2 separate regions of the Gossypium hirsutum genome follow, and region 2 is linked to region 1. The links are chromatin contacts, called in public Hi-C maps. All regions are on one chromosome and are shown on one strand. Each heading gives the region's core, a stretch centred on a gene start, on an enhancer-like site or on the middle of the called end of the contact. The rest is flanking DNA. Distances are from core to core; before and after follow the strand shown. Region 1 has its middle 48 kb from the start of LOC107895835. Region 2 holds the start of LOC107962280 (protein HIGH CHLOROPHYLL FLUORESCENCE PHENOTYPE 173, chloroplastic).

Region 1 (2,925 bases), core at 365-2,864:
AAATGCTTACTCCGTTTCTTTGGATCTCTGTTTTATAGATTTTGGTTCGTCAGCTATCGGACTCGGGAGTGTCGAAGTCGAAGTCGCCCACACTATCAAAGCCCCTTTTGGTACACTTTTGGTTGAACTTTGAAATGGCATGTATAGGACTACCCGTTTTGTTGTTGGTCATGGACCCTTTGGTTTTGTATAAATTTGGATAGCCATGCGAAAATGGCTTATATACACTTTGAGCTTAGTATTATAATCATCTTGTATGATGTTCATTAAGAGGTATGGAAATGTTTTGGAACGATTAGCCATTGGAATGGTTAATCATGATCATATTTTGTGCTATTTATGCAAAAGGGCTAGTTGAATCATGGAAACTATGTAATAGGTAAAGTCTACCTTAAAAATAGATGCTGATAGCAGCAGTGACGTGAATGTGAAAAATCACTAAAAATAGTAGGAATGGAATTAAATAGTGAATAAATTATGTAATCGAACCTTGATGAATCTATTTTCATAGGAAAGTAACGAAACGATCATATGAACAGTATATTATGAGATATTTAAGTTTTCGTGAGACATGGCCAGAACGGTTTCTGGATTCCCTGTTCCGACTTTGGAAATTCATTATAAATTAACCAGAGATAATTAGAAGTCATGCCATAGATGTATAGATTCCTTTTCGAGTCTAGTTTCTATAGAAACAAACGGCATCAGTATTGAAACCCTGTACAGGGAGATATCCAAGTTGTAATGCGCAAAGGTCAGTGTAGTCAAACCCTGAAACAGGAGAGACTTTAACTAATAAACTGTACTAATTGGCTCGACCAAAAATTCTAGAAAACAAATTGTCGATGAACATATGAGTCTAGTTTCAGGAAAAATTTACGAAACTGGTTTTCGAGTTTTGAAACTCAAGATATGATTTTTAAGGCGACAGTGACGCAATAACCAGCTTGTCTGGAAAAATTTCAAATGGACTGTGAAAATAAGTGGATTAAGCCCGTTAACCCCTCGTGTCCGACTCCGGCAACGGTCTCGGGTACGGGGTGTTACAGAATCACAACCATCGACCAAGTCTACTCGACTTGGATTTACACGATGAAAGTGGAGTTACAGATGTAGTATGTTGAATTTATAGATATAAAATAAACATAAATAGTAGACGTGACTATCTTCAAGAGTCCCTTGCGAGTTTCGTTTCTAATAAAAAAACACAATATGAACGTATATACATGTCAGGGGGTAAAACCACTCGCAAGAACCCTTTGTGGGCTCTCTTTGTCTAACAATATACATTATATGGATATACAAACATGGGAAGAGATAAAACCACCCACGTGAACAGTTCGTGGGTTCTCTTTATCTTACATTATTCATTTTACGGATATACAAACATGCAAAGGGGTATAACCACTCTTGAGAACCCTTCGTGGGCTCCCTTTCTGAGATTTATATAGCCATTCATATATAAGCATATATAGACAATCATACTGAGTAGTAATAATTCGTGGGATGTAATCCCCTATAAGTGTGAGAACAATGGCATCAAAATCCCCCTGAGGCCTTAATCAAACAATGCGCGTGCAATACCAACCTCCGTCTATGAGGTATAACCGTCCATGAGTACTATAAACCTCTCATAGTCCTATGCTTCTATTGTCAATATAAAATATATACATACACTATGTGGTTCATAGTGAACTCAATTTTTTTATAACATATATAGACAGAAGCGTAACCTTCCGTGGGGACCCAAATTCGAGAATGGGGATGTACATACCCATTTCACTTCAATAATCGCTAGGTTGATGCCCCATTTCACTTAATTTTTTTATTATAATAAATATACGTATGCATGGGAAGGGGTCACACCCGTGAGGTTCATCACTCCATTTCTATTTCATTGTCTTTTTTTTTTGTAATATGTATAATACATATATATATATAATGTATGCATACGGGAGGGATGTTACACCCCGTGGGGAACCCCTCGTGGTTCCCTTTACTTTTATTTTTATTTATTTATTTTTAATAGATGAGCGGCCGTGAGGTTCATCCCTTCATAAAAAACACAGATAAATCATGCGGAGGATCCAACTCCTGACCTATTAAAAACTTTTTTTTTCAAATGAAAAACATATGCGGGAGGTACTCACCTCTTGTAAGAGTTCATTCTCATTTAGCCTGCTATTGAAGTCCCCAAAAGATTTCTTGAGAGAGACAGATAAATTATGCTTTAAGCGCATTAGATAGTAATTAGGGGTGATAATCTATGGAGTTGAGTAAAAAAATTTTGAGTAAGTTAAGTTGACGAATTATATTTTAACAACTAAACTCAATTTGAATTTTTTTTGAATTGAATTGAGTCAAAAAATTTCGAGTCAAGTCGAGTAAAGTTAACGAATCCTATTACTTATACTTAATGTTGCGTTTATCTGGACTGATTATTTAATTAGTATACGAAATACAAAATTATTTAACTATATAAAAAATATAATGGTTTTGCCTTTTAACTTAATAGGTAAAAATTTATCAAAACAACACAGTTTTGCCTTTTCTTATTCAGATTTTCGGATAACTCGAATTGTATAATTCATATTCAAGTTTGACCAAAAAACTTGATTTTTTATTCGAGTTGATCCAAATAACTCAAATAACTTAAACTACTTAATTCAAAATTTAAAATTTTTATCAAGTTTTTTTGAATCAAATTTAATTTTATTCACCCTTAATACTAATATAAAATAAATGAAGGGAGAAGAAACGAACGTATTTGATATTTAAAATTACCATGAGTTGGGACAAGTGATTTTTAAATAAAATGATGCTATAGAAATTAAATTAAATATCACACCATCTTGATGACATACGATTCATTGAACACAAATATTACATAAGTGAAATGGAGATAAATGCAAATGCACAATTGGT
Region 2 (2,864 bases), core at 149-2,648, 140 kb after region 1:
TTATACCAAGCAGAGCTTAAAAGTTAAGTTTGTATGTTCAAGAATCATGAAAAATATAGCAAACAAACATATTTCTTTAATGCAATACCTTAGTACCACCACATTATAAAATCAATGACCTAAAACAAAACTATACTGAGGACTTAACATGGGAAGGTAGCTCACCAATTCAATATCGGGACCGAGCATCTTTCTTGCCTTCCCTTCATTCCTAACCTAAATGTAGGCACACATGAAAAGAAAAAGTTAAAAGGGCGAAAGAGAAAAGAGGAAAAGAGAATGAGAAAAACAAGTCAAATCTATACTAAGACAGCCCTCTTGAAACACTTCAAAAGGCATCAATTCATAAATCATACTTCAAGGGAATGCTAGATAAAGGTGTACAAGGTTTAGGACAAATACCAATGCTTTAACAGGCAACCCTTTCTTCCTGAAGTTGCTAACCACTCTCCTACCTACACCCCCAGTAGCTCCAACTACCAAAACGTAGTCAGAAGTTCCCATTTTCTTCTCTGATTCTTCAGGCGATGAACCGGATAATTTCTCAATTATAAATTCAACAATCTTCAGGGAACAGTAAATTGCATATAAGTGTGTGCACACAAATTTAAGAATCAAGACATTATTGATTAAAAGAAGGATAGAAAGTTTATGCTACCTTAGCAGGAGAAGGTGGTCCATTGAAAAAGTATAACGTTTTAAAAAATCTCCCCAAATCCCAACCCTGTTTTTCAGCAGATATAGTCTCTTTGTACGTTGCAGAAGATAAATAAGCGGACCTTCGTTGGTTAAGACGATACTTAGGTCTGCCATTAAGTTGAAGAAATGGTTTAGGAAGTTGACAGGAGAGAAGCTGAGGATGCATACAACTCTTAGAAAATTTTCTACCAACATTTGATGAAGAACCCTGCAGTTTTTTCAGTTGATGAAGTTATGAAATCCAAAATGACCCCATGATCGTATACAAAATGGGAAACACCAAATTTGGCAAACGAGTTTATAGTTCAAAGATACTATATCAGAAATCAAAATCTTCTTACTTACACTTCCAGAGTGAACATAGAGTAATAAACCCAGAAATATTGTAAATGAAAATATATTCAATATATACAAATAGCCATACAAACAGAACAAATGCATGCAATGATGATAATTTACTTGCCTGAATACTGAAGATGGAGAAGGGAGATGATGATGATGATGATGATGATATTGTTGTAAAAAAACAACTTTCCATTTCTTGACAGTGGGTTACACAGTTAAAAAAAAAATTACAAGTAGAGACTGGAAGAAGGTTCAAAGATCAAAAGTTTTGCGCTGTGCAAGTGTAGATTGATAGTTTTGATATTTGAAGCAAAGCAGTTAATATAGACCACACATCCCAACTCTGCAACAGTCGCCTTCAGAAAAACTTGGACTTTCGAAGGTAAAAAGCAAAGGGGCTTTCTAGAAGGGGCTCTATTGGGTTTGAAAGTGGGCTTATAAAGCCATTAGGTAGCACCAGCTCCTTGCCTCTCCATTCCGAAAACAAACAAAAAAGGAGTAAATTATGATGAAAGCTGGCAGATTGAAATAAGATTATCATACAAGATGGTTCTGTACTGTATTCAGCGGTGAAGAAGTTGCAAAGAAGAGAAGAAGATGCCGAAACCAGGTTTGCCATTTTAGGTACCTGCACCCTCTTATATATATTACATTACTTGTTAGTATAACCTCGATTGGGCTTTTTACCGTATCTGAAAAGGATAATAGTACCGATTGGGCACCCAAATTGTTATATTATTACTATATTCATCTCTATTGTGATCAAAATCCCTATACTATTTGTTATTCTTACAGTTATCTCTAGAAACTCATTATGGTATGAGTTGCGATACAATAAGCTGTGAAAAAAAGCTCTTTTTCTAAATTTAAAATTTAATTTTTATAATTTTATTCCAACACATTAAATCTCTATATTTTTTATTTAAAAATATTAGTTTTTGCCTTAAACTGACAATTAAAATTAATCACTTAACTATTATAAAAAGGGTAAAATAATTTTTTAGCTCTCATTTTTTATAGTTTTTTTTTGTCTATTTGATCGTTACTCTTTAAAAATAGGGTAAACTATCAAAATAATCACTTTTGTTTGTCTCAAGTTACATTTTAGTCACTTATGCTTGAAATATTACGTTTTAATCACTTACGTTATTGGGTTGTAACATTTGTTATTAAGCACTAATTGTCGTTAACGGTGTAATGATAAACTGACATGGCACGTTAAATCATTATTTCAAATGACAATTTTAGGTTAAATTATACAATTGGTCCTTGTATTTTTTTTGTTTTGAGCAATTAATTTTTTTTTATGTTCTTTAAACTTTCTCTCTTTTTTCTTTATTTTCCATTATCTTCTCATTCTCCCTCTGTTTTTCTCTTTTCTCCATTTCTTTTAACTTAGTTTTTCTATATTTTTCATTTGTTAAAACTAGTTCCTATACTTTTATTTTTTTGAACAATTTAACTTTTTGTTTTTATTTCTTTATTTTCCTCTTCTTCTTCCCCTTATTTTTCTCTCTTATCACATTCTTCACTGCAAAAAAAAAAATCTTTTCCCACCAAATAAATCAAGTCCTTATTTCTTTCACATGATTTCTAAATTAAATTTTACTCAATATTAATTATTCTTAATCAAATCTCAATTTGAATATAACCTAATTTTGAAACTAAAATTGGATCTAATTAATCAATATACAAAATCATGTCCTTAATCAAATCTAAACATAAATTAAATTCTTTATATTCAAAACAATTTTTTATTTCCAAACTTTTATAGAATTATGTAGATTATTCCTTTCCTTTTCTTTTAATTTTTGATGAAC

What was found. A called contact is a pair of places that touch in the nucleus more often than the background predicts.
Region 2: a Hi-C map of leaf shows a contact between it and region 1, with 3 times the contacts expected there. The contact joins the promoter of LOC107962280 here to the enhancer-like site in region 1. A contact is called at or near these places in 3 of 34 Hi-C or Micro-C datasets (callus and leaf).

What each region holds. Positions count from the first base shown.
Region 1 is chrA06:101,692,682-101,695,606 of Gossypium_hirsutum_v2.1, forward strand. No RefSeq gene overlaps it. Among protein-coding and RNA genes, the nearest start is that of LOC107895835, 48 kb to the left of the region's middle. Within about 2 kb of position 1,615, at least 2 of the 9 cell types and tissues checked have an H3K27ac peak or open chromatin away from gene starts, as enhancers often do.
Region 2 is chrA06:101,833,406-101,836,269 of Gossypium_hirsutum_v2.1, forward strand. It overlaps LOC107962280 (protein HIGH CHLOROPHYLL FLUORESCENCE PHENOTYPE 173, chloroplastic), which reads right to left and starts at 1,399. Exons shown (of 16, transcript XM_016898595.2): 1 at 1,163-1,399; 2 at 659-907; 3 at 403-564; 4 at 166-216. The coding sequence starts at 1,237.